Regions from separate parts of the Sus scrofa genome. Here regions 1, 3 and 4 are each linked to region 2. A link is a contact called in public HiChIP or PLAC-seq data. All regions are on one chromosome and are shown on one strand. The core of a region is the stretch at or near the end of the contact, and the rest is flanking DNA. Distances in the headings are between cores, read along the strand shown. Region 1 has its middle 42 kb from the start of RBPJ. Region 2 overlaps RBPJ (recombining binding protein suppressor of hairless). Region 3 has its middle 110 kb from the start of RBPJ. Region 4 has its middle 89 kb from the start of RBPJ.

The links. HiChIP or PLAC-seq counts read pairs in DNA pulled down with a chosen protein or histone mark.
Region 1: an H3K27ac HiChIP or PLAC-seq map of alveolar macrophages shows a contact between it and region 2. The contact joins two enhancer-like sites. A contact is called at or near these places in 1 of 47 Hi-C or Micro-C datasets (liver) and 1 of 2 datasets of contacts at active chromatin or transcription factors (alveolar macrophages).
Region 3: an H3K27ac HiChIP or PLAC-seq map of alveolar macrophages shows a contact between it and region 2. The contact joins two enhancer-like sites. A contact is called at or near these places in 1 of 47 Hi-C or Micro-C datasets (embryonic fibroblasts) and 1 of 2 datasets of contacts at active chromatin or transcription factors (alveolar macrophages).
Region 4: an H3K27ac HiChIP or PLAC-seq map of alveolar macrophages shows a contact between it and region 2. The contact joins two enhancer-like sites. A contact is called at or near these places in 1 of 47 Hi-C or Micro-C datasets (embryonic fibroblasts) and 1 of 2 datasets of contacts at active chromatin or transcription factors (alveolar macrophages).

Annotation. Positions count from the first base shown.
Region 1 is chr8:19,888,016-19,894,960 of Sscrofa11.1, reverse strand. No RefSeq gene overlaps it. Among named protein-coding and RNA genes, the nearest start is that of RBPJ, 42 kb to the left of the region's middle. Within about 2 kb of position 3,535, at least 7 of the 83 cell types and tissues checked have an H3K27ac peak or open chromatin away from gene starts, as enhancers often do. A contact at or near this core is called in alveolar macrophages, where this site is marked.
Region 2 is chr8:20,039,654-20,046,902 of Sscrofa11.1, reverse strand. The region is part of intron 1 of RBPJ (recombining binding protein suppressor of hairless); the gene reads right to left. Among named protein-coding and RNA genes, the nearest start is that of RBPJ, 110 kb to the right of the region's middle. Within about 2 kb of position 1,277, at least 3 of the 83 cell types and tissues checked have an H3K27ac peak or open chromatin away from gene starts, as enhancers often do. A contact at or near this core is called in alveolar macrophages, where this site is marked.
Region 3 is chr8:19,819,026-19,826,152 of Sscrofa11.1, reverse strand. No RefSeq gene overlaps it. Among named protein-coding and RNA genes, the nearest start is that of RBPJ, 110 kb to the left of the region's middle. Within about 2 kb of position 2,077, at least 12 of the 83 cell types and tissues checked have an H3K27ac peak or open chromatin away from gene starts, as enhancers often do. A contact at or near this core is called in alveolar macrophages, where this site is marked.
Region 4 is chr8:19,840,140-19,847,405 of Sscrofa11.1, reverse strand. No RefSeq gene overlaps it. Among named protein-coding and RNA genes, the nearest start is that of RBPJ, 89 kb to the left of the region's middle. Within about 2 kb of position 3,610, at least 16 of the 83 cell types and tissues checked have an H3K27ac peak or open chromatin away from gene starts, as enhancers often do. A contact at or near this core is called in alveolar macrophages, where this site is marked.

The sequences.
Region 1 (6,945 bases), core at 2,286-4,785, 150 kb after region 2:
CTGCTTGGAGTAAATTCCTCTGTCTACCTGCTGGGCAAAACCCTGCTCTGAGCTCATCCTCTGAGTCCTAATTCAGCTGTGGGGAAACTTTCTGGGCTCTACTAGGCAGACCTAGGTGGTTGGGCAGCACACAAACTGTGCTTATATATGTCTTCCATACACTGATACTTAAATACTCCAGCTTATATACTTACATGCTCCAAGCACTATAGCACATTACAGTGGTTTGCTGGTATACAATTATGCCATTGGGATACCCACCAGCAGGATTTCCTCCAGCCCTTCACACAGACCCTGTCAAAGGGGTGAGACTAGAAGGGCCTGCCTCTATCTTAGGACCCTGCTTCCAGCCATAGTGAAGTGGACGCGGGGAGCCAGTCTCCAGATGGTTAGTGACTGCGATGTGGGCCAAGCCAGATCAGATTCTACTGGGGATTTGAATTGGGAGAGAAAATTCGGAGACTCCAGCAGTGAGCAGTAGGAACTGAAGGTGAAAAGTCATGACATGCAGAGAACCTGATACAGCGGCTGCTGTGATGTGCCTCTCAGATCCCACCCCAAAATGAAGGGTTTATTCCTCCTGCTGTTGGGAGTGCAGCCAGTAGACAGCCCTCAATTGTCAGCTCTCTTGGGCCCTTGTCTCTATCGGAGAGTCTCCCCTGTTCCTCACCCAAGATCACGCACCCTTCCCAGGGAAGCCCGTATCTGATGGCTCGTTGACGTGGAAACGGGGTCATTCTCTAGGGAAAATTTCATAGTACCATCTCAGCTTCAGAGTGACCTGTGAGGCTGGCTGAGACTTCGTCAGTTCCAGGGTGACCAGCTGCGTTGGTTAGCCTGGGCTATAGACAGTTCCAGGGATGTGGACCTTTCAGGGCTAAAACCTGGAAAGTCCCCAGCAAACTGGGACAAGTTGGTCATGCAAGTCGAGATGGCACTACAGCTCAGCTTCTCTCTTCACCAGTTCCATCCACTTCTTTTCTCTTCCACATGCGGGAATCCCAAGAGCACTAATGGACCTCTGTCTGCTAAGCTCCACCCCCGAGTCTGCTTCCCAGGGAACCCGACCTGTGACGGTGGAGAAGCTATGATGTGAAAGTTTAAGTTATGAAGCATTCAAAACTCTGAAGAAGCAGAAGCTACAAGACAGAGAAAAGGTATGTTATAGGGAGTCCAGATTTCCGTTGGTGGTGGGGCTGAAAAAAGCTGACATATAGGGGATAATAATCATGTCAATATCAGCCCTTGAGCTGAGGTTCCTAGTAAATACATCTTTTTTATTCTTTTATAATTTTTTTATCATAAACCGCAATGTTTTGTTTATCAGTTTACTATTGTATATTTCCTTCACTAAAATATAACTTTCTTAAAAGCTTGGACCCAGGTGACTGATGATTGATTAAACCCTGAAATGTTCTTTAAGCTCAAGCTTCATGAAGATTCCCCCATAATGCTGTCTGGCCTTACCTTCAGGCATCTCCACTTCCCATATTGTTCACTGTGTTCCTACAATGAACTTTTCACTTTTTTGAGATGGCTTGGATGGGGTTCTTATATTTGTATTCAAAAGATAAACATGTTGGGGAATTCCCATTGCGGCTCAGCGGTAATGAACCCGACTAGCATCCATGAGGATGCAGATTTGATCCCTGGCCTCACTCAGTGGATTAAGGATCCAGTTTTGCTGTGAACTGTGGTGCAGGTCGCAGATGTGGCTCAGATCCCTCATTGCTGTGGCTATGGTGTGGGCCGGCAGCTGCAGCTCTGATTTGACCCTTAGCCTGGGCACTATATATAAAAATATTTTCTATATCAGCAAGGGATTTGGCTCTTGGCCACAAAATCAACTCTGGAAATCTTAAGAAAAAGAAACTTACTGGCATGGTCTCTGGGGTTCTCAAAATCAAAGAAGACTCTATAAGAGCAGGGTTGGAAAACGGGCAAGAAGCAGAGGATCTGCCACAAGCATCATGTTGACTTGAACCTCCAGTCGTATGTGAGGTTCTTGCAACACTATCGTGATTCCATGTGCTGGGAGAGCATCTGCTTGGCTGGGCTTATTCATGTGCCCATCCTGTGGCTGCACCAGAAATGGAAAAGGGAGGCAGAGAGGAGTATCTAGCAACTTGGCCTTCTGTGTTGTGACAGAGAATGGCCCATCCCAAACACACACTGTTGGGGATTTCCCAGAAGAGGGAGTGATATGCTAAGAGGAAGTTGGGGTCTGGGGCTCAGAGCCAGAAAACAACAGATGTCCACTTCAGCGTCCGTTGCCTTCCTAGGCTAAAAGTGTTTAGGACAGGGACTATGAATTTCCATCTTTGTTTCTCAGATGCCTAATACCTGGCTCTCAATCGGTGCTTAATAGGTGTTTTTTAACGAAAGTGCTAAACTCTTTTGTTCAAAGATGATCTCTTTTGTTCAGAGAACCAACACATATGAAAAGGCTGGGGCTTGCGTCTTCAGAAATGCAGAGATGGATACACAAAACACTCATTATTATTTTTTTTTTTTCCTTTTTAGGACTGCACCTGTGGCATATGGAAGTTCCCAGGCTAGGGGTCAAATTGGAGCCACAGCTGGTGGCCTACACCACAGCCACAGCAACGCCAGATCTGAGCCACATCCGCGACCAACCCCAAAGCTTGTAGCAATGCCCGTAAGATTGAACCTGCATTCTTATGGGTACTAATTGGGTTCTTAACCTGCTGAGCCAAAGGGGAACTCCCCAAACACTAATTCTTAATGAGCTTTAAAATCTAGAGGTGGGATTGGGGCGTACAGGCAGTGATCTCTCTATATACACATGAACTGTGTGAGACATACTGTAGAAAACAGGTATGTCTTTGTCCTTGTTCTGGGCGAGGACACGTGAAGTTCTGTCCTTTTGCCCCTCTGGTTGTATTGTCGCCGTGAGTGCAATTCTCAGTCACCCTGCAACCCACTGAGATGGTGCTTGCTGGTAACGAAGGGCAGGATTTCTCCCTGTCCCCAATAACATCTTGGCTGCTCTCTTCAAAACAATCACATGAAAACCTGCCTTCCAGGGAAAGTTTCAACAGGCTTCTATTTAGAAATTGCAGGGCTACATTAAAACTTTCCTGCAGTAGCTGTTGTGGCTCAGCAGCTTAAGGACCTGACATCTCTGGAAAGCTGCAGGTTCCATCCCTGCCTCACTCCGTGGGTTGAGGCTCCCGTGTTGCCACAAGCTGTGGTGTAGGTCACAGATGTGCTTGAATCTGGAGTTGCTGGGACTGTGGTTGGATCCCTGGCTCAGGAACTGCTGTATGCCGAGGGTACTGTTGGAAAAAGAAAAACAACCCAAACTTTTCTGAGCCAGATCGGTCTACCCTACAGAGGCTCTGTCTGGTCCTCAGGCTCCCTTTTCTATTTCTTTCTTTCTTCTCTCTCTTCTTAACTCTCCCCCTTCTAAACTAAATCCTGGCTTGCTTACCCAACCCCCTTTTCCGGGACGTTCTATGCTTCTCTCAGTATTATTCACCAAGTCCCATATCCTCTTTTGTGTCTCATATAGTCCAGCTTCTAAAACCTGCTTGCAAGTGGAAGGCATCATTTAGGCTATCATTGCTGCTCTGGAGGAGAGACTTGAACTTGAGTCCCCAGTTAGAAGAGTGGGGAGTGTTCCCCAGGCCTAATGACACCTGACTTTGTTCCAAGCATCTAAGAAAAAAAGCATACATTTGTTTCACTGCTAAGACCAGTCTCTTGCTGAAAAAACCTCAAGTTTAGACAAGATAGTCACGTCACTCCTGGTAACATAACTTTAATTTACTATCCTTAAAGGGCATTTTTCCACCTTCTAACTCTGGGTCATATTACAAAACCTATTTTACTAGTTTGACAATGAAGCCACCTGTCCCAGTCACTCTTTTTTTTCCTGGATTTCTTCCCAGGCTGTGGGATGGGGGTAAAGGGGTGACAAGACTGTTGTAACATGAATACATGCATTAAAGAGAAAGGAGGAAAAATTGTAGCAAAGGCAGCTGTTTGTCTCCTAATATCTGTTTGTCTTTCTTTCTTTCTTTTTCTTTCTTTCTTTCCTTTCCTTTCCTTTCTTTTCTTTTCTCTTTCTTTCTTTTCTTTCCCCTTCCTTCCTTCCTTCCGTTCTTCCTTTCTTTCTTTTTCTTTCTTTGTCTTCTTAGGGCTGCACCCATGGCATATTGAATTTCCCAAGCTAGGGGTCACATAGGAGCTGCAACTGCCGGCCTACGCCACAGCCACAGCAACACCAGATCTGAGCTGCATCTGCAACCTACGCCATAGCTCATGGCAACACCAGATACTTAACCCACTGTGTTAAGTAAGACCAGGGGTTGAACCCATAACCTCATGGATACTAGTGGGTTCTTAACCTTCTAAGCCACAACAGGAACCTCTGTTTGCCCTCTTTTCTATAGTAAAAACAAACCCATCCTAATTTTTAACTACCTACACTCTGCCTGGAATATAGCCTGCATTTCCCAGCCTCCTTTGAAGTTAGATGTGGTCATATGACTAAGTCTGGCCAGTGGGACACCAGTGAGAGTTGTGTGTGCCATGTCTGCCTGGCACCCTTAAAGGAAAGCAGTGTGCTTTTGCTTTCCCTTTTCCTTTCTCCCTTTTCCCCTCCCTGCTGGCTGGATCATGGCCACAGTACTACTGTCATCTCAATGTCTGTGAGAGCAATATCTTATGGGTGGCAGAGGAACAAGATAGAAGCAGTGTGGGTCTCTAGACAATGGTGTTGCCATAGTGCCCTCAAACTGTTGAGGCCCAAACTGTTCCTGAGCGAAGAAGGCATTTCTAATTTATTTTTATAACCATCATTTTGGGGTTTCGCTATATCCCAGGGGTCAGGAAACTATGGCTTGCACCAAATCTGGCCCACTACCTGTTTTTGTAAATAAAGTTTTATTGGAACACAGCCATCCCCATTCTTTTTTTGTGCTGTCTCTGGCTACAATGGCAGTGTGCAATAGAGACTATATGACTCACAAAGCTTAAAATATTCACTATCTGGACCCTTACTGCTAAGCTTGACTGCCCCTGCTGTATCCTACTAATTTGTATGTATACCAAAATATTAACAATGGTTACCTCAGGATATCTGACTGTTTCTCTCATTTGATTCGTCAATCCTCCTTCAAGAAATCTCTGCATGAAATGAATGAATTTACTCTAGGCTCCATCCTAAATGAACCTGTCATACCCACACTTTTATTGTCACTCTCTTCCCTATCAGAAACATTTGAGCCACTCTCCAGCTCTTACAAAACTCCTGGATCCGGTATTGTATCTGGTAGGATCATTTGGATTCCTTATGGCCAAAATTTGACTTAATGGGAAAAATTTACTGGCTCTCTCTTTCTCTCCATCTCTTGGCCCTGATCATCTACAATAAAATGGGCCCTTTGTGCTCTGAAAATATGGCTGCTGGGAGGCGGGAGCTTGCATCCTTCTGCAAATAGTCCATAAATATGTCCACGTATCAAATTTCAGAGACAGTTCTGATGGGCCTTGCTGGAGTCCGAGTGTATGCCTAAACCAGTCATTGTGTCTCGAAGAAGGGAGCGATTTGATTAACCAGATGGAGGAGGCTTAAGGTCAACAATGGAACGGATTTCTGTCGGGAAAGAGGGGTTTTATTACCTTAAAAAGAAAAAAGGGAGCCCAGAAGATTAAAAAACAAAACCAAACCAAACCAAACAAAAAAAACAACAACAACCAAAAAACAGTGACTGCTCATTCCAGGCAACTTTGGGATCTTGTATGTAATATTGATTGCTTCTGGGTGTGCAATGTTGCATTTATTTGAGGGGTCACGTGCAGCTCTGTTGTCTGATTTAGATCCTAAGTGATATTTTTAGAAATTACTAGATTAAGCGCAGCACATCACAACATGTACGTGACCTCTGAATAACTCTTTTATTTTTATTTATTAGCCAAAACTATAGCTTACAGAGTTGAAACGTCTGGTTGAAAACTGCAATGTTGGCAACATCCAGCTTTCTCCAAATAACCAGATGTCAAAGGCAGATTCTCGAGGTAGGAGACAAAGGGTGGTGTAGGGAGTTGACATCGTGGATTTGAAGCTCTGATATCCTCCTTCTTGGGTGGTAGTGACACCTTAGTTCGTGTCTCTGAGACTCAGTTTCCTCTTCTCTAAAACGGGGATGATGGGATTGATCTCCGAGGCTTGTTTTGGGGATCAATTCTCTTTCCTGCCAATTGGTTCTATTCCAGGCTTTTTCAGTTATTTGGGCCCAAACCCTCTCTTGCCAGTTTGGCTCTTAAGTTATTGACAGTCCCTGGAGGAACATTTGGCACGAGAAAACGTGTTGATGAAGTAAAATTCAGAGGTGAAAAAGCAGGGCAGCCAACTGGTTCGGCTCCATGCCATTATCAGATTAAATCTTTGCTTAGGGCCCACAGAGCTTGAGGCTTCAGGTAAGTGTTGAAATCTATCATTTTCTGGAGGTTTTGAAAGGGCTCCCAGGAGGAAGTCAATCATTTTGTTAAATTGCCACTTCAGTGACTCTCCACTTTTGAAGATGGTAGATTTTTTTTTTCTTTAAAGTTCATGTTCATTCAGCTCAGTCTAATCATATAGGGACTAGGGAAGCATAATAGGTAAGGCATCTCAGGAATTCTAAATTATATTCTTGCTTCTAAAGCACAGAACCCTTGCCAGATGTGCCTGTCCCTGCCCCGACTACCTACCTCATCTATAACGTGAAGACAGTGGTCTTGCGTAACCTATTGTGTTCAGAAGCTCACCTAGGGCCATCAGGGGACGGAGGGCTGAGTCAGAATCTTCAAACTAGATGGTATCAAGCGATAAGAAGCCAAGGTCAGGAAGAAAGCCACCAGGTCTCAGAAACTGTAGACCTTTACGGTCCAAACCATAGGAGAGGCCAGAAGCATTTATGTGTTTCCCTAACGTGC
Region 2 (7,249 bases), core at 28-2,527:
ATATGAATAAACCTTGAAAACATGCTATTTGAAAGTAACGAAAGGCCCCATATTGTATGATTTTGTGTATGTGAGATGTCTAAAATGGACAAAACTATGAAGACAGAAAGTAAATTACTGGTTGCCGCAGGCTAGGGAGTGTTGAGAGGAGTGTGTTGTAAGTGCTAAAGGCTTCTCTGAGAGCGATGAGATGTTCTAAACTTGACTGTGGTGATGATTACACAACTTCATGAATATACCAACAAACCACGAAATGTGCACTTGAAAGGATGAATTACACGGTGTATGAAGTGTATCCCGATAAAGCTGTTAACAACAAAAAGCAAAAAACACAAAATTAAAATTTAACTTTACTCAATTGGATGCTTTAAAAGTCGTAATATGATCGTAATCTTCACGTCATATGCTGATATAAATGTTCAAATGGGGGCAAATAATAGTAAGCTCTGTGGAAAATTAAAGAATAGTCATCGCTCTGTTGGCTGATTCGCTCTCTAGCTTCACAGTAAGTTTGTGACTATATTTCTGACAGGGATGAGATTCCCTAACATTTCAGAAGTGAACTGATCTTATTATTATTATTTTTTTAATTAATTAATTAATTAATTTATTTATTTTTGGACATGTAGCATGTGGAAGCTCCCAGGCCAGGGACTGAATCCATACCACAGCAGTGACAACACTGGATCCTTAACCCATAGGCCACCAGGGAACTCTAGTAAAACTGATCATATTTTAAGATAAAGTCCATAGCTGAAATCGTTGGGTACCCACTTAATCCAAGGGACGTCATGTGCAGGATCTCATCTGATCCTCCCACACCCCTAAGACTCCTTTTTCTCTTTTAATAGCTAAGGAGGCTATGGCCCAGAGAAATTAACTTTCCTTAGCCCACAGTCACAGTTCCAGGAGTTCCCTGGTGTCTCAGCGGGTTAAGGATCTGTCATTGTCACTGCTGTGGCTTGGCTTGCAGTCCCGGTTACAGATGTCGACTATGAAGGTTGTGGGCTTTCTGATCTTTCCTGTCATCTACCCTATACTGTGCCCGCTGCGTCACTTTTTCCCTCCCTACCTGTGAGGAATTAAGGATCCAAAGGCTTGGGACCTGTAGGATAATTACCTGAAAGGTATGCAAATATTTCCTTGAGGACCTAAGACTTGGGACCCCACCTCTAGATTCTTCCTAAGAGCTAGTGATAGGGAGAGGGTAGGGCGTGGGGTGTGGAGGGGAGAAATGGAGTTGGAAATGGAACTTCCTTATTTTCAAATGTGGAGGAAGTGATGAAGAAACTGAAACACCAAAGGTTCTTTCCAGCTCTAAAGCTCAATCAGCCCCTTAGTGGAGCTAATGCTAATTGGAATTCAGATAACTATTGCTTCCTCTCCCGACTCAGTCCTACCCTAAGATGGGTAACTGAAGACGTGTTTCCTTTAGGCCTCTAATGTCTACCTATAATTTCATTAGGAAGTGCGCTCTAAGACCCTTCCCCCCTTAGCTGTCCTATGTTGGCAAAATGCATGCCATCAAAATCATCTTTGCAAATTCAGTCCTTTTATACTCTTATTTTATTTATTTATTTTTTTCTGCACCCATGGCATGTGGAAGTTCTGGGGCCAGGAACTGAACCCACGCCGCAGATGCAGCCTGCACCGCAGCTGTGGCAATGCAGGATCCTTAACCTACTGCTCCACAAGGGAACTTCCTATACTGATTTTTAAAAATCATCCTTAAGCTTCATGTTTAATTTCAATCTGTACGATGTCTATTTTCAGTCCTAAAATTTTTATTTTATATTTTATTTTTTCATTTGTTTTGTCTTTTTAGGGCTGCACCCGCAACATATGGAGGTTTCCAGGCTAGGGGAACTACAGCTGCCGACCTATGCCAGGATCCCAGGATCCCAGCTGCGTCTTTGACCTACACCACAGCTCATGGCAACGCCAGCCTTAACCCACTGAGCGAGGCCAGAGATTGAACCCTCAACCTCATGACTACCAGTTGGATTTGTTCTGCTGAGCCACCCAGAGGAACTCCCTGAAATGGTTTTTAAATATGGGTCAAAAAGCAAAATAAAAAAGCTTGATTTTTAAAATTTTATTATTTTTAGAATGTTTATACAATGTACACATGGAACAAAATTTTAAATTCACCAGATCTAGCAAATAAAATTTGCCAAATTTTAAATTGCCAGATCTAGCAAATAAGAACAAGAACACAGTTACAGTTGAATTTTGGATAAACAACAAAAACTTTTTAGTATAAGTTTGTCCCATGCAGTATTGGGAACATACTTATACCAAAAATTATTTGTTATTTATCTGAAATTCAAATAAGTGGGCATCCTGTATTTTAGCTGGTGATACTAAATGCAGAGAAAAGTAAGACTCCCTCGGGCTGGGTTCTCCCAAGGACCCAGGTGCCCTTTCCAAAGGTAGTATAGTACCAGTTTCCAAAATATCTTTCCAAGGATATTCCATAATCGACTTTCTTTTACATCAATAAAATCTATCAAGCCTCAGCACAAAATAGAATCTAAAATAAAGGATCTAAGCAATACAACAGACGTCCGTGTATTTAAAAAATTTGGACCCTAAGCGTTACTAAAGGAGTTTAACAGAGGCCATGTGATGCACTGGGGAGGGTCCTTCACTCACACCCCTGGGTGACCTTGGGTATAGTCCTTAACTTCTGGGATCCTTTGTAAAAGGAGGTTAATAGTAATACTTACCTCCTATGTTTGTAGTGAGCAATATACATACAATTTACATGTAAAATGCCTGTCATAACGAGGTAGGTGTCACATTGGCAGAGCCCCTCCCTGTGTGTATGGGCTTTTTGGACATTCATCCGTAACTTTCTCAAGTTCAACCTGAAGGCCCCTGTCTGGAGGAAACACAGGCCAGATAAACTGAGTCTGTCCCAGGAGAACCTACTAAATTTGCCACCAGGTAACTAAGTTGCTTTCTTACAGCCTCTACTTCACCAAATACACCATTCAAGGCCCTGATGGCTTAGTTTATTCTCTCCTACTTTCACCCTACTGAATCTATTTGTCATCCATTGATTTAAAAAGAAATATTTACTAAACACCCACTAGGAGACAGGTTTTAGCAAGTAAGACAAGATCATTGCCCTCAGGGGGCTTGTGTTCAAACACAGAGGCATAGATAATAAAAGGGTAAACAAGTAAGTGAGGCCATTTTAAATAATGAGGAAAAGCTATGCAAGAAATTAAACAGGAGTGAAAAACACTAGGAGAGGGAAGCTGACTTTATTCAGATCAACTGCCCCCTGGATGGCAAATTCCTTTCATTGTACTTAGAAGTACTTTGTGTAATTCTTTGAAAAAAGCTTTCAAACAATACAAGTGGAGAGCGGCAACCTTTACAATTTTAAGTTCACTCTTTAGAGTCTAGAAGTATGTAGATACCGAGGCCTTTCACAAGTATAGACTTGGATATTTCTACCTTTCGTTGGTAGCGTTGGTAGCGTTTACATAGGAAAAGAAAAATGATGAGCATTCAAATTCCGAGTGCCAATTATAAATGGGCAAAGCCTCTTACCAGCTATTCAAGTCTATAATCCTCAACCTGCACCCACCATACCCCCCAAGCACTGGATGTTAGAAGTTTTTATCTCTATTTTATAGGTGAAGGACGTCAGGCTCCCAAAGTTCAAGGGATTCTCCCTAAGAGCCCCAGGTCAGAAGTGAACAAACCACCTTTGATGCCATCTTTCTGCCTCCAAGTCAAACACCCTTTTACTTATACCAGGTAACCTATCATTTCATGCCATTCCTACTCCTCCAAAAACTCTGCCTCTTCATTAAGAGCTTTTCATTAAAAAAAAAAAAAAAATTACTGTGAAGGGAGTTGAGATTTGTTGAGGTTTGGCATAAGTGTTTTAGCACCCTTAAAAAAAAAATCACAATATATAACTTCCCATTTCATTTTGCCTGGTAGGTCACATATTATCAGAGCTAATACTCACAAATAATTATCTATTTCTAAGGAGAGTAATTACTACATTATTTCAAAAGCAGTCTTATCTTTTCTGAGAAGCGGCTTGTTGTTTGGCAGGATAATGCAATTCCTATTTGTGTATTATAAAATTAGTATGTTTATATGAAGAAAATCTTTTTCCTTTGTTTCGTCCAGGGAAATGATGCCTTTTCATGGTGATTAAAAGCAAAACAGCCTAAATACTATATTAGTCCACAACAGTTTCTCAGAATGGTGTATTAAAACTGAAACTGAAACACGGAGGTGGTAAAAACTACTCACATTCAATTATCTATGGTCAAAAAAAAAGAAAGAAAGAAAATTAGGTGCCATTGGTGTCTGCAGATCTACACTATGTGTTAATAATGATATTGAAAATAGCATGAAAATTAGGGTGAATCCTGTAGATAAGGATATTCTTCTAAACAGAAGAGTAGACAAACCAGTAGACCCTTAGAATTAACTGGGATGTAAAATGAGGCGCCCCAGTTAAAATAAGAGATTATATTAAATCTCTTTAATATAAGCGATTAAATTAAACTTTGCTAAGAAGAATCATTTTGAAATATGCGGCTGGTTTCTAGTTTCTTAGTTGACTCTCCTCCTCTGCCCTGTGCCTAAATAGTTTGTCTTTTGAGGTATAAAGTATTTATTTCATAGCCTCATTCCTTTTTTGGAATTCAATTTTTTCTTTTTCTTTCTTCCTTTCTTTCTTCCTCTTTCTTTCTTTCTTTCTTTCTTTCTTTCTTTCTTTCTTTCTTTCTTTCTCTCTCTTTCTCTCTCTCTCTCTCTCTCTTCCTTTCTTTCTTTCCTGAGCTAGAGGGAAACATGATGTTTCTACAGGACAGTTTCCATATATTGAGATAATAATGTGACTTTCACTGTCTTACATTTTCTTAGAAGTCTAGGTTTTAGATACCTCCAAAATGATTAGTTTTAATACTACGTCCATACATTTGACAGATTTACTTCTTTAAAATGCTTTTTAGAATATTACTTTGTATTTTGATATTCCACCAGTCTTCTTGCCTCTAAAATTTGGATTTTTCTAAAAAAAAAAAAAATTGGATTTTTCTGACTTAGTGACACCATTTTTGGTGTTGGCCATTGTTGTCCTCTCCCCAACAGCCTCCCACCCTGAATCTCTACTGTTAATAATCACCAGACTAATATGTTAAAGAACAAGCTTGTCAAGCAGACTGCTTTGAACTTGAGTTTTACAGGAATTCATAAGCCAGAATGTTTCCTCAAATTACGGTTATATTGAAAAAATATTAGTTATTAGGCAGTTCCTTTTGGGGGAAGGGATAAATTAGGAGTTTGGAATTAATGTCTACACACTACTGTATATAAAATGCATAACTAACAAGGGACCTACTATAAGCACAGGGAACTCTACTCAATGTTCCAGAATAACTTCTATGGGAAAAGAATCTGAAAAAAAGAATGAATATATGTAGATGCACATGGAATCACTTTGTGTACACCTGAAACTAGCACAACATCGTAAAGCAACTATACTCAAATAAAATAATTTGAAGAAGAGAGGAGTTCCCGTCGTGGCGCAGTGGTTAACGAATCCGACTAGGAACCATGAGGTTGCGGGTTCGGTCCCTGCCCTTGCTCAGTGGGTTAACGATCGGGCGTTGCCGTGAGCTGTGGTGTAGGTTGCAGACGCGGCTCGGATCCCGCGTTGCTGTGGCTCTGGCGTAGGCCGGTGGCTACAGCTCCGATTCGACCCCTAGCCTGGGAACCTCCATATGCCTCGGGAGCGGCCCAAGAAATAGCAAAAAGACAAAAAAAAAAAAAAAAGAAGAAGATCCTTTTAATTACCTCTTCTTCCTCTTTGTTCATAGCGAAGGGTTTGGTTTCTCCTGGAAGCACACTGACTTTGCCCATCTCATGTAAATCCCCTGTAGGGTTTGTAAAACTGCAACTCATAAACCCCTCTTGAAAAAATACACTGATAGTCTGTGCTTATGCTAGTTCCAAATATGACAATAGTTTCTGGATTTTTGCCACATTTCTCTCTAGATGGTCATTTGGGAGACTTTGTTTATAATACGTGTTTTGAATGAAATTAAAAAATTCCAAGACCACAGGATGTAAGACTCAATTGTGGGTTAAACTTAATTTTGCATGCTTTCAAAGAGGCCTTCCTTAGATTTCAACAATAGCAAACACTGAATAGAAAATGAGAGAAGGTATATTTTATCCAAGGATTAGGGTTTGAAAGAATACAAGTGAAAACATGGTATTTCCAAGATTAGGGAATGTTCTCCCTTCCTTCCTTCCTTCCTTTCTTTCTCTCTCTCTCTCTCTCTCTCTCGTTCTTTCTTTCTCTCTCTTTCTTTTCTTTCTTTCTTTTTCCTTCCTTCCTTCCTTCCTTCCTTCCTTCCTTCCTTCCTTCTTTCCTTTTTTAATAAATTCTCAGGCCGTTTATTTATTTTTTGGCCGCATACAGAGCTCCCCATTCAGGGATCAGATTTGAGCTACGGTTGCAACCTATGGAGCAGCTGCATCAACACCAGATCCTTAACCTTCTGTGCCAGGCATGGAACCTATGTCCCAGAACTGCAGAGACGCTGCTGATTCCATCCTGCCTGAGCAGGAACTCTGGGAATGTTTTCAAAGTGGCCCACTGCATTCAGTTGGTGGTTCAGGCAAATTAAAACATGTTTTATTCTGATATCAGGAGAAATTCTCTTTAGTGATTGTGCTAATTGTGATTTTTAAAATCACAAACAAAACCCTGAATTTAAGATAGCACTCCTCCCCCAGAAAAGCAGTTAAGTTCACAGGGATAAACAGTATAATGGATTTTTTTTCCCCCCAATTTAAGGCAGTGTTAAAAATATAAAAGCTCCTCTGGGACTTTTTCCTTCTAATAAATTCTATTTTTTCCCCTCGTACTCTTTGTTTATTTTAGAAGCCAATGTGCTCATTAAGGAACCCTTAGAGATTTTATGACAAAAATGAATTGGTTTTGTTTCATGTATATTAAGGCCTTTTGCATCTGATTAAGACTTCAGGAAGTTTTTAAACGTTACTAATGATAGACTTAATAAACTGGTGTGTCCGACTTTAGTTCTTTGTGCTCTGGTTCTTTTGCCTGTTGTCTCCTTCTACTTCCTTCTACTCGCCTCTGTGTATAACACAGAAAACAGTGCACACAATAGGCAACACATGTAAGTTTAGGCCAGCATCCTCTTTCCACATTCTCAGTCACTACACGGTGGATTCCTCC
Region 3 (7,127 bases), core at 828-3,327, 220 kb after region 2:
CACAACAACACAGGATCCGAGCTGTGTCTGCGACCTACACTGTAGCTCACGGCAATGCCCAACCCATTGAGGGAGGCCAGGGATCGGACCTACATCCTCATGAATACTTGCTGGATTCATTTTTCACTGCATCACAATGGGAACTCCCAAGTTTGGGCAGTTAGGAATAAAGCTGCTATAAACACGTGCACAGGTTTTTGTGTGGACGTAAGTTTTCCCCTCCCTTAGGGAAACGCCAAGGAGCACAACTGCTGGATTGTGTGATAAGAGTGTGTTTCACATCGTAAGAAACTGCCCAGTTCTCTGCCAAAGTGGCTGTACCGTTTTGCATTCCCACCAGCAAAGGTTGGGAGTTTGCTCCATTGCTCCACAGCCTCGCCAGCATTTGGTGTCAGTGTTTTGGATGTTGGTGGTTCTAATAGGTGTGCAATGACAATGTTTTAACTTGCATTTCCCAGATAATGACATGGTGTGCTGTGGAGCATCTCTTCATATGCTTGATTGCCATCTTCATATCTTCTTTGGTAAAGTGTCTCTGAAGGTCTTGAATCCATTTTTTGATGGGGTTGTTTTCTTATTTTCGAGTTCTAAGTGTTCTTTGTAAATTTTGCATTGCAGTCCTTTTCACGATGCCCTTTTGCAAGCATTTTCTTATTTTTATTTTTTTGTCTTTTTAGGGCCACGCCCATGGCATATGGAGGTTCGCAGGCTAGGGGTTGAAATGGAGCTGCAGCTGCCGGCCTATGCCACAGCCACAGCAAAGCCAGACCTGAGCCACCTCTGCGACCTACACCACAGCTCACGGCAACGCCAGATCCTGAACCCCCTGAGTGAGGCCACGGATCGAACCTGAGTCCTCATGGATACTAGTTAGATTTGTTTCCACTGAGCCACGATGGAAACTGCTTTTGCAAGTATTCTCTCCCAGTCTGTGATTTGTCTTCTCATTCTGTGTCTTTCATAGAATAGTTTTTAAATTTAATGGAGTTCAGCTTATCAATTATTTCTTTCAGGAGCATCCCTTTGGTCTTGCATCTAAAAAGCCATCACTATGCATTTGGCTTTACATTTTAAAAGGTATTTATAAAAACCACAAGAGAAATGTGAAGTTGGGGCTGCCCTGGACAGTCTGAGAAGTGCATGGGACAGGTGCCTATTGATCTCATCAGCATCGTTCTGCAACTTCCCAGGAGCCCTGATTCCCGTTGGTGGGCCCTGTATCTCCATGGAAGTTACACCACCCAGCTTTAGGAAGAGAACACGTGATCTAGCCAATCAATGAGCCCAGGCCTTGGCCACTGTGATTGGTTCCACTTTGGGCAAATGACCAAAGCCAGTGCAAGCAAAATGAAGTTCAGGGCTCTGATTTAGAAACTGGGGACAAAGGCATTCTCTTTTGCTCAGAGGCAGTATGGCTTATCTGTATGGGGAATGGAGTTGCTACAGCCACTTTTGCTACCTGGAAGATAGCCATGCTCAAAACAACCCACATCCAGAAGAGATCAGCACCGGGAAAATGTTAGAAAACAGAAAGGAGCCCTAATAAGATTCAGATCCCCTGGAACGAATTGTGCCTGGAGACTGTTCTCAGTCTGGACTTTGGGGTTACATGATCCAATAAATTTACTCTATCAGTTGGGGTCTAGTCAGGAAAAGAGAAACCACACCAGATATTTCAAAACACAGGGAGTTAATAAAAGAATTTGTTACACAAGGGAGAGATCAAAAAGAGGATGCTGAGGTAACTCAGAGATTAATAACTCCTGAGGTCAGCAGAAGAGGGGGTAGAGGGTAGTTCAGAGCTTGGGGCCTTGGAGGGGGTCTCATGAGACTGGTGCTGGGCTCGTGGAGGGGAATCTGCCCTGCTCACATTCAGACCCTTGAAGTTCTCAGATCACTGAGGAGGGGGAGAGACTTGATAGGTGCTTACATCCGCAAGGAGGTACCAGGGGTTGGTCTGATGCCCCAGAGCACACGGGCCGGGAGATGAGGAAGCCCCTCCCAAGGGGCCATGGCTGGTGGTCAGCTCCAGTCCCTCTGCAGGACGTGGTGAGGAGGCTCTGGGAGCAGCAAAAGGAGCTGGGAAGTGGAGCCCACTGTCTACTCTTGCTGGAGAGACACTACCAGGAACTGAAAGAAAGAAATGAAGCCCTTCTCCTTTTCTCCCACCTCCCGGTGTCCCTCTGGTGCCCCCTGTTGGCGGAATCTCATAGACAGTCTGTGAAAAGGGGGTGCCGGGGACCAGACCAGCATCACAGAGTGAAAAGGGTGAGCTGAAGGATGAGAGGAGAAAGGTAAAAAGCAGGCACAATGGTATAGCCAATTCGAATGGGGCTTTCTGCTGGTTGCAATCCTATTGATAAACCTGATTATCATAACCACTATAATTATAGTCTTATCCCATACTTCCCTGGGCTATAATCTGGAAATCATTTTGGTAATCCTAATTCTATGGCTTACTCTGTTGATTGCTGATGTGTTCCTGTCCATTCTCTCTGATGAGACGACCAAGCATGGGGAGGCCAGATACCAGGTTCACTCCAAGCTGCCCACTTCTCTTTCGGAAAAGCACATGGTAGATGGAAACTTCGAATCTAAGTATGTGTTTTTTGTTTTGTTTTATTTTGTGTTTGGCTGCACTTATGGCATGCAGAAATTCCCAGGCCAGGGATCTAACCCTCCCCACAGCAGGGACAATGTCGGATCCTTAATTGGCTGAGACACTAGGAAACTCCAGTGGATGGAAAATTGGAGATCCATTGCAAGAAGAAACTCTGAGGCTTCTTTGGGGGTTGGGAATTGGACTGGGGTGTATTTTGCCTGCAAGATACAGACCCCACCACCACCACCAAGTGATTCAACCATGAGAAAATCTATCATCTCCCATAGCGGGAACTCCAGGGAGGCAGCTTCGAGGAGGGTTAATTCATCAGCTCAACAATATCATCAAGAATACACGTTCTTTTCATCTTTCCTCTCTTGATCCTCATACTTGGTTCTTTGGCTAATGTCCCAACATGGTTATAACAGCCGCCTCGATTCCAACCATGTTATCCGGATAATGTCCAGTAGAAGAAGAGCTCCGTCTTTGTGCGCGTGTCTCTTGCATAGCAAGGGAGCCTTTGCCGGAAGCCTCCAACTGGATTTCCTGTCATGTCACAGGGTAGAACCAGGTCATGTGACCACACCTGAACTTATGACCAGCAAGGGGGCGAGGAACCCCGTGGTCGGTTCAGACCAACTAAAGTTCATTCTGGATCTGGGCTTTGGTATCTGTATCAGTCAGGATTTAACCCAGAACCACTAGAACCACTTTTCAAGGGTCCCACATCCATGTGGAATTGGATTTGCGGTCGGAATGGGACTTCTGCCACAGAGAAAGCATCAACCCATCTCTGCAGGACTGCGGTCCTCGCATGTGATGCTGCAGCTTCAAGGTCCGCAGTGCAGGAGGTGGGTGAGAGAAGATGGATGCAATGTGGGAAAAAGCAAGGACAAGCTGGACACCACAGGGATGGACGGAAACACATGCCATGGGTTCTCATGACCCTTGACCTTGATGTCCTATGAGAGAAGCAGGGCCCTTTGTGGCTGGCCTTGGAGAAGCCAAAGGAGGAGCGAGGCAAAGGTGAGGCAGCTTCGGGCCTGGCCACTACTCCCTGACAATGAGGTGAGTCTGATGCCCTCCCCTCTCCCCTGCCAACCTGCTGGGCTTGCCATCTGCCTCCAAATCCCAGGCAAAGATGTCTCTCAAGGCCCAGCTGGAAAGGGATTTAGGAAAGTTAACTTCAGGGTAGCCCAGCTGACCCACTATAAACACCAGGGTAACTGCCATTGAGGGACGGATCTTAAACAAAACTAGTATGTTTTTTTGTGGTTGTTTGTTTTGTTTTGTTGTTTCTTGTCTTTTTAGGGCTGCACCTGCGGCATATGGAAGTTCCCAGGCTAGAAGTCGAATAGGAGCGACAGCTGCCGGCCTATACTACAGCCACAGCAACGCCAGATCTGAGCCGCATCTGCGACCTACGCCACAGTTCATGGCAACGCTGGAGCCTTAACCCACTGAGTGAGGCCAGGGATCGAACCTGCGTCCTCATGGATCCTAGTCAGATTCATTTCCACTGAGCCACGACGGGAACTCCTCACACTGGGATGTTATAAGCAAAGAAGATGAGAGAAGAGATCAGGGGGGAGGCCGCCAAAGGATCTGTGCTGCAAGGGGCATTTTTAGCTGCTTCGAGCTGGGATCCAGTGTCAGGAGGGGTGCGAATGTCAAGCACCTGTGAAGGGGGGCCGTGTCTACACTGCAGAAAAGCAGGCTGCCACCTCTCCCTCTCTCTCTCCCTCTCCCTCTCATTGATTCCGGGCTTATCATGGACCAAGCCCTGGCAGGAAACACTAAAGAAAAATAAACTCATGCCTTCAGCAGTTAGAGGAGCACCCTCCCTCCCTCTGAGTCACCACCCACCCTGTCGGTTCACTTCCCCTGCCAGGAACCCCCTCTCTCCACTTCCTGATCTCAGGCAGCACGCACACATTGAGCACCTACTGTGTGCTAGATGCAGGAAATACAAGATGAGAAGGAAATGAACCCGAGCTCCCACTCTAGTTGGGGAACCTCCTTCCTCTTTCCCTGAATCCCCCTCCTTCCAGAAAGCCCTTCCCAGCCGTCTTCCCAAGCACTCCAGCAAAATCCCGCCGTCCCTGCCCAGGTCTCTGCACGGCTGTAAGTGATTATCTACAAGTATGTGTGTATACGGACATGTCACTTTGCTTTTAATGAATGCTTTGTTTTTGTTGGTCCCATCTTCCCCCTGGGGCGCAGAAGGACTTTGAAGGTCGGGTTTCTGATTTCTTCGCTGCTCAGAACTACGTGCAGTGTGCGGGCGGCTGTGCTCAAAAGGGAGCGATCCAACCAGGCTTTCCAAGGATTGCAAGCAGCACATCCAGCGCCTTGGAAGCTGCAGGAAGGGGTTCCTCACACCCCCTCGGTGCTCTCCCGACACCCCGATTGGAGGCTCAGGTGGCTGTGGGATTTCCCTAAGGCCTCGCAGGTGGCTTGTCCAGCAAATGCTCCTGCCTCCTGGGTCCACACTCGGATTCACGGTGCCATTGGCCCTAGGGGGTGTGGGCGTGGGGGTGTTTTTACACATTTGCTGGGGGCTTATTCTGTGATGGGCACTATGGTTTCCCGTACCCCACCGGTAGATGGTACTACTATTCTTACTGTTAGTGGGGAAACTGGGTTTCAGGAATTTATGTAACTTGTAACAGAAAAGGCTGGAGCTCAAATCCAGGTCTTTCTAATACCAACATGCATATGTTAACTGGTAGGGCCATCCTGCCATAACTGTGATTTAAAATGATGAGGCAGCTTCTAGAATTCATTTTTCTGTGCTTACATCACCGGGCTCTGGAGTTCAAGCCCCAGGGCTAAAACCCCAGCTCTGCAGCCCTGATGCCGCATCGCTCTGAGCCTGTTGCTTCCTCTGTACCATGAAGATTAAACAAATAAAACAATACCAACCTCCTAGGTTTGTTTGAGGGCTACATGAAAGAAAGAAATATGCCTGTGCTTTCCACAACATCTGGCACGAGGCGAGTGAACGATAAACGTTAGCTTTTATTCTTATAACAGCAATAATTTTCATGACTGGCCTCGTCCAATCAGTGTGGCCAGCAGCTTCCCTGGTAAAGCCATCCTTGTCCGGGCATTGTCTGCACAGAAAGGCCTGAATTTCGAGGAGCCTCGGATTCCCCCAGAAGCTTGCACCAGAACCATCCTTGCAGCTGCTTAGAAAAGCCTGTGCGTGCAGCCCGCCTGCAAAACCCAGGCCTTATTGATGTCCTGTCTTAGCCAGCCCTGCTCAGCTGCTCCACACATGTTCCATAAATGGGACTCATTAGCAGGGAGCCCCATAAACACCCCCTCCTGGCCATGCCGAGCCGCGTGTGCTGGCGGGGTGGCCACCCCTTGGCCAAGCCCATCAGCCCAGATATGAAACAGCTATCGGCCTGCGCACAAACCAGCCTGCCCTAAAAAGAGCCATCCAGGGGCCAAGGGAGGGCGGCTTCTCCTGGCTGCTTGAACAAACTCTGCTCTCACTCATCTCCCTGTAAAGGACCAGTTCGTTCAGACAGACAATCACAGGATTTGGCTCAGACTTCTCCAGGGGGGCATTTCAAAGTGACAATCTCCTTTGCATTGAATACAGCTTCTTTATCAGTGTCCTCATCCCCCAAGTCGATGGAGGGAGCAGATTTGCTGCAAAGGACCTTGGGTTTGCCAAGTGGCACCAAATCCATCGCAGGCACACATGAACTTCATGGGTGGTCAAGTGGCAGAGGGGAAGAGCATGGGGAGCTGGGGGCTGTGTCAAAACAGTCTTGGAGTTCCTGTTGTGGCTCAGTGGGTTAAAAACCTGACCAGTATCCATGAGGATGCAGGTTCGATCACTGGCCTTGCTCCCTGGGTTAAAGGAGCTTGTGTTGCTGCAACCTGTGGCATAGGTGGTGCATGGATGTGGCTTGGATCTGGCGTTGCTGTGGCCGTGGTGTAGGTCCGGGGCTACGGCTCCTATTCGACCCCTAGCCTGGGAACTTCCATATGCCATGAGTGTGGCCCTAAAAAACAAACAAAAAGCACAGTCTTGCTGACTCTCTGTAGGCTCTCTGCATCCTGGTGGAGCCTGGGATCTGGAAGGAGCCACAGCATGCAAGAAGCTTATGCTAAATGGGGCACGGGAGGGAACAGTGGAAGCAATGAAAGAAGACAGAAGGCGTGAATGTTAGCAGCCCCAAGGCAGCCTGTAGACTAGATCTTCCCCAAGAAGGTGGGATTAGATGCCTTGAACAAAGATTTCCTCATGGACAATGGTGACCTCAGAAGCTCTGGGGACTCTCCAACCTCAGTTTCCCCTTTAGCAAGAAGGAAATAGATATAGAAGGTCGGGTGTTGGAGGCAGCAGGGTGTCTGTGCTGGGTCACCCTGGGGTTGGCACAAAGAAAGAATCTCTGCCCCGAATGACTCACTCTCCTCCAAGTGCCCATGAGGGTGTTTCGGGGGTAAACCCCCCACTGCGGAGTGGGGTGAGGGGTCTCCCTGGCCCTCTACCAAAGGGAGTGGG
Region 4 (7,266 bases), core at 2,361-4,860, 200 kb after region 2:
CTCTCTTCATTCCACACCTCCAGATTTCATGTTCGTGTTGCCAGCTAAAATATAGGGTGGCAAGTGAAATTTGAATTTCAGATTAAAAAAAACCCCAAATAATTTGCTAGCATTAATATGTCCTATGCAATATTTGGGAAATACTTATATGAAAAATAGTCATTTTTTTAATCTGAAGTTCACATTTAACTGAGCAGCCTGTATTTTTTTTCTAAATCGGACAGCTTTATATGATACATTATGAATTGTTTTCATTTTTACTGTAATGGTCTAAAATTCAGGTAAGGGCAGTTCAGTTCAGTTGGTCACTTAAGAAAAAAACCCTCGATATTTAAAAATCCCTCCTGGGAGTTCCCATCCTGGCACAGCAGAAATGAATCCAACCAGGAACCAAGGGGTTGAGGGTTCGATCCCTGGCCTCGCTCAGTGGGTTAAGGATCCGGTGTTGCTGTGAGCTATGGTGTAGGTCACAGATGCGGCTCAGTTCTGGTGTTGCTGTGGCTGTGGCGTAGACCAGTGGCTACAACTCCGATTAGACCCCTAGCCTGGGAACCTCCATATGTCGCAGTGCAGCCCTAAAAAGGACAAAAGGAAAAAAAAAACATCCCTCCTGTATGCTGGCTTGTGTGTTCTTTCACAATTGCAGAAGGACTAGCCCTCATTGTAAGAATGCTTACAGTGCTCTCTAAGGGAGGACAGCTCGGCTGTCTGCAGTTTACAAATGAGGAAGCTGAAATGCAGTTTGCCTCCAACTCTGCATGGCGCAGGGGTGAAAGGATGGCTCTTCCAACTCCTTCTTGCCGCCTCACCCACTTGTTCTCTGGGGCAAGCTGTGCGGAAAGGCCACGGGCAGTTCTTGGTCCAGTGGTGCTCAGAGGAGAGGGTGGAGGGACAGTGGGAGCCGTTCGGTCAGGGTGCAGATGATAAAGGGGGCATTGTCTGAGGGGAACTTCATCGAAATATAAAGTCAATGACAGTCTCGTTGTTGTTGTTGTTGCCATTGGTTTTTAATGGCCATACCCGCCACTTGTGGAAATTCCCAGGCTAGGGGTCGAATCAGAGCTGTACCTGCCGGCCTACACCACAGCCACAGTGACGAGGGATCCAAGCCACATCTGCAACCCACACTGCAGCTCATGGCAATGCTGAATCCTTAACCCACTAAACGGAGCCAGGGATTGAACCTGTGCCCTTGGATACTAGTCGGGTTTATTACCGCTGAGCCATGAAGGGAACTCCCAACAGCCTGGTTTTTATTATCCCTACACAGGGTCAGTGCCCTGTCCTTGGGCAGACTTCCCCACCCTCCAATGGGACATAGTTTGGTGCTTAGCAAACGTTGCTTTCCTTTCTCCCTTCTCTCCTTTTCTCTTTCTTTCTCTCCACCCTGGGGCGGGCAACCAAGTTTCAAACCACTCGCCTACTGGAACGGGGGATGGCAGCCTGAACTGCTGGGTTTCGAAGGATTCCGAGGCTGAGTCTACTACACTCAGAGCAAAGGAGTGCTCAGCTTGCTTAGTGATGCCGCGGGAAGGACAGGCAGCCCCCATCCCAGGGGTTGGCCATCCTGCAGGTAAACCCTGCCCCCTCCCGACAGCAAAGGACTGTGCTGAACAGCCCTTAACCATGAACCCAAAGCTTCTTCTCACTTATGACAAGGGCAGAAGGGAGGAGGCAGAGGACTTCTGTCCCTCGTATATATCACCCCACACCCCCACACACATTTAACCCCTAAGTGACCTGGAGCTTCATGCTGTGTGTACAGTGGAGGCAGAGCAAGCAGGCAGGTAGGGCACATCTCTGCTTAGGGCAAATTAATATCTCCCCTCCCACAACCACTCAGCCCTGGAAGCTTTTGCATGCATGCATTCTTGCGTTATGTGACCAGAGGCCTCTCTGCTGGCGTGTGCCTTCCTGGAAGCCGTGGGGAAGAAATCCTTCTTCGATGTGTGTATGGCTGAACATAGGGCTGCAAAAATAGGCTGAAGGCAGGAATTTCCATTCCTCCATGTCCCCAAAGCAGTTTCCTCTTGGACGCAAACCTCCACCTTCCTTAAATTCCCAAATTGAGTAACTTCTTGGAAGCCTTACTTGTTTTTTTTTTTTTTTTAATTTTAAAATTATTTTTCCAGCTGTAATTTTTCTTCAATCTGGAATTCTGCTCTTTCTGTTTCGAATTTCATTGTAACTCCAAGTTGAAAATCAGACTTATTATAAATAGCCTTTGTGTACAGCAGGTTTTGGGTGTGCCATGTTTTTAACATTGAAATAATCTCCTCTTCAGATGACTCCGTAATTCCTCTGCACCTCGGTTTACCTCCCTGCCTCAGAAATTGGAGGTAATAATAGAAAGGTCATGGCAGGGGTTTCAGATGGAGGCGTTGATAAGTTTAAGCCAGCCTTTAAGGTCAAAGCGAAGGAATGTTCAAAGGCTTATAAAGGCATTTGGATAGCTTCTTGGATATTCAATAGTGTTGGCAAAACTTTGTTTTGTTGAGTCAGTAACTTGTGGATCTAGAAATGACTTCTAAAACTATCTGGTCTATTTCCTCTTGGAATAGGGTGGCAAGAAGGGCAACGATCCCTCATATGGCTCATCCTGATTTTGTTTTTGTTTGCTTTTTAGGGCCACACCCACTGCTTATGGAGATTGCCAGGTTCGGGGTCTAATCAGAGGCGTAACCACTGGCCTACACCACAGCCGCAGCAATGCCAGATCCAAGCTGCATCTACGACCTACACCACAGCTCATGGCAATGCTGGATCCTCAACCCACTGAGCAAAGCCAGGGATCGAACCCGCAACCTCATGGCTCCTAGTCAGATTCGTTTCTGCTGTGCCACAATGGGAACTCCTGATTTTGTATTTTGTACAGAAGTCAAGATATTAGCCAAAATATAACCTTTTGATGATTTTGGCATGTGTACATCTAAAAATTGCAAATTTGATTTCGGAAAAGGCTCTTCAAGAAAAGGGGTCTAGACTCTGGTTCTTTGTTTTGTATTGCTTCAGCCAAATGATTTGTGGAGTCATTCATGGTGTTTTTCTCTATGGATTCAATGTTGTTTTCCACTGTGTCCTTAAATCCACCTTCTTGGCCACTGAGTTGGGCGTCCTCACCAGACTTCCTGAAGCACATGAATTCCTACATCAGAAGCTTTATTCCCGCTTAGATCCTCTCAGTTTTTCTCTTCTTCCTCGCCCTCGCCTTTAACATACCATGGATGTCACATCAATCAAGTCCTCCTTGGTTATCTTTTCAATATCCTTTAATTCCCCCCATGTCTGGACTCCTGTTGGGAACCATTGTCAATATTCAGTCATTGCCCTTGGTCTCTGATAATCTCCCACAGTTCAAATTTTACCTGAGGATAAAGACATTGTTGCCTGTTTTTTTCTATATTTTCCAGCGTGCCTAGCCCATGGTGGGCATGGCTTAAGCGATACTTGGATTGATAAATGCTTGAGAAGTCCTAACGGGGCCTATGCATCTAAGACCATGGGGCTTCCTTTTATCTTTGCGGTGTTTGACCAAAGTTTGCCCCCAGCCTTACCCAATTACAGGAAAAATAGTGTTTGAAGTAGGAAGCTAGTTCTGTGAATCCACATTTCCTTTGTTGGGCAATGATCTAGCTGCATGCGGCATAACTTCTGCTGACACATAGTGTACTCACTCTTTTCTTTTCTTTTCTTTTTCATGTCAGAAAAAGACTATTTCCATTCAAGTCACAAGTGGTAAAGGGTGGTGGTGGTTTCTCTGCGACTTTAGGCGAGTCATTTCAACACTGTCAGCTGCTGTTTCCTCTTCTACAGCTTTTCCAGCTCCAGTGTTCAGCGATTCTATGGCCTTGTGGCCTCTCAACCCTTTGAACATCTCATCCTACAGATTTATTTATGTGACAAAGGGAAGGACTCCCTAAGTTCCTTCTTTATTCTCTGCTCTGGATCCGATGTTGAAGAATGGAGTTGGGGAAGTTAAGAATCAGTAGCCTGGCTGGGTCTCCCCTCCTTAGTGACTGTGGCTCCTTATATCCCCTTAGTGAAGACCCCGAGCCCACCTTGAGCAGAGTGCCTCAACGTCTCCACCGGGACACCTAGAAGGTCTGGTTTGGGGAAAAGTGTTCTGCTGACTCTCTTCCTAGCCCTGTGCTTATCCTCTGTAGTGAAGACAGAACCTTCTGCCTGTGGTTTTACCACATGGACCATGTCAATCTTCTGTGAGCGTCTTTGGAAAATTCAAGACATGAACCAGAGACTAATAAAGGCTTTATGAGGTGCCCTTTCTCTTTCTTTTTTTGTGGTGGATGGTGACATGACTATCTACCACTGTTAGCCATAATTTTATGAGTGGTTGCCTTTGGGGACTTGTGTTTCTGCTGTATCATTTTAGGTGTCACATCTTAAAGACAGATGTTTTGGGTAAGACGTGAGTTGCTTTTCACTCATCAAACGTTGGCCCTTGTGTTAAAGGGAGAGTAGAGGAAACCACCCTGTGATTAGGTTTTCAAATGAATGTTTACATCCCTATAAAGCTAGTTTGATTTCTAGCCATGATTGAAGAGCGATCTAAAGTTAGATCTAGTTCAGAAATAACATTCTCTGACTGCTGCTACGTTTAATAAGCTATTGAAGCTCATTCTTTCAGACAGAGAAATTATTCCGTGGAGTTTTCAAAAGTTACTTGATTGGATGCTTTCTGGGCTTCTAAAGCATCTGCAGCCCTTTTCCCTAAGCAGACATCATTCAGTGGGAAGTGACAGTGGGATTAGTCCTCCTTGTTAAGTCAATGCACTGTGTGATTGATGTGCTTACAGTTCCATGCACACTCAGAGAAGCAATTCCCCTTCGAAACTCACAAAATAATGATGCCAAAAATGAAAAAAAAAAAAAAAGAAAAAGAAAGGAAAAATCAGAGTTTCAGGAGAAAGTAAGTTGTTTGGATTAGAACGGAAACCATGTGGGACCCAGAAATCTTGTAATAGTCTGCCCATTAATAAATAAATGTGCACATACAGAAGAGAGGGAGAAAAACCCCACCCATTTAGATTCAAAAGCATGTCAGCCTAATTCTATTAGACAATGGTGAGCTCAATACCACTTTTGATCCATGGCTGTGCGAAGTTCATTATTATCTGTTTCAAATTATTGTTCATTTCTAGAGCCGCACAATGAAAAGGCCTGTACAGACTTTGAAAGAGCACGGGGTGCCTTCCCCGAAAGCTTTGTGAAACATTTCTTTGGAAATGTTTCTGCTGAGGCTGTGCATTGGCTGTGAGTGGGCGTAGGGGATGGGAGTCTGTGCTTCCCCTTTTCAAATTTGTTTACCTTAAATACATCTCCATGGGAACAAGGCCGACTTCTGAGCTGACTTGAGGGGTTGTCCATAAGAGGAATGAACAGAAAAACAGAGATAGCTAAACTTTTCATATAACCCCAAAAAGTCAGTCAAGCAAAGGGAAACTAAGGTTCTTTGAACCCCTCTTTAGGACTAGTGATTTAAAAATAAGTCTTCTCATTTAAAACTTATTTGATGGCATTATCTGTTTTACAGATGAAGGCCCTGAACTTCTGAACATTTACTCAAATGGTGAGTAACAAACCCAGATTTGAACCCAGGCCTGTCTGGTTCCAAGACCCACGCTCTTTCTCTAAAACCACTTTGCCAGTAGTTTCCACCTTTCCTCCCACCTCCCTCAGCATTTTCCAGAACTGTATAAAAATGGGCCATGCCTGATGTTATCTTTTTGGGGGTAAGTAAAGGGCTTAGGAGGAAAGCCATCCTAGGAAGACAGAAGAATAAGTGGCCTGGATAAGCCAAGCATGGATCCACAGCACCAACAGTATCGGGAAGAGATGCCCCAAATATTTCCGGAATCCTAGGCCAATCCAGTAAAGCTACTTTAACTGGTAATTTCTCCAGGAGGAGGACCTCCATTGACCAAAGTGTTGGCTCGGCTCCACTTTGTAGAGAAGACAAGGCGAGGGACTGGGAATAGCCCTGCAGATCTGGGTTTGCATCTTGACACCTATTTGTGGGGACCTAGACTGAACCCAGAGTAGCTTCTCAGAGCCTCAGCTGCAAACAGGGTGTCTTGAAGGGGCAGGATCTGCCCCCCAGGTGTTTCAACCAGCACAACAGGTGACACCCTCCACATATCCACTTACCTCCGTGATCCCTCTCTCAGACACATCCAACCTTCAGTTTGTAGGAAGGGTCACCGAGGGCTAGGAAAGAACTCATCCTAAGGGAAGTGGTCCCAGGTGGTGAGATCTTGGGTATTGAAAAAGAGATGTGGCCCCACTGCTGAATGGTGAGTGCTTGTAGATTTCAGCCCCACCAGAGATGAAAAACTTTGACGTTCAGCCCACAGCTCTAGCTATCAGATATCAACTGATGGTGAGATCTCATAACTGCAACTGAATGTAATACAAAAGGAGCATTTTCCTGTTTATATTGGGGTGGAAAATCTCCAGCATCAGAAGTACAGATATTTTCAGCTCTAATGATATCCAGGCAGTGGCGACAGAGATGGGACTGCCAGCTTGGAGCGGCTCCTCCAGGAGACAGTCAGGACCCGAGGCCAACATTTCTAGCTCCGTGATCCATAGGGGTTAGTAGACAACCAAGTGGGATCCATGCGCCATCTAAGTGGCCCGAGTCTTCCCAGAATTATATGGGCAGGGCTACTCTTTAAATATTGCACTTCCTGGGGCGGAAAAGCTGGGTTTCGGAGCCATTGGAATTGAGGTGAAGATGGTGGTGAGACTGAAATACCCTCATTGGAGAAGTTTCCTTTTAGGTTAGTGGAATGATGAAGTGTAGCACTAGGCACACAGCAGGCCTTTGATATGTGTTAATTATCTCGATCTCTCTGGGGCATAAGCAAGTGTTGGCAAAGCGGGCATGTACAGGACACAGCAGAACCTTGCCACGCTGCCCCAGATCGCCAAGGGCGTTCGGCCAAAGACATCAACTAACAGGGTGTGGTCTGAAAGAAACACTAGACAGGAAAAGGAGAGAAGGTGTATGTCCGGAAATTAGCCGGGAGGATCTGGAACCAGAGAGGCCAAGCCGTGAGGAGGCCGGAGGCGATCCAGAGGGTGGGGAACAGCCTGCTTAGGGCCAAGTGGGGACTGGAGCCTAATGGTTCTCGTCTCTTATTCCAAAAAAAAAATTTTTTTTTTTTTTTGGTCTTTTTATGGCCGCACCCATGGCATATGGAAGCTCCCAGGCTAGGAGTGGAATAAGAGCTGTAGCCTCCAGCC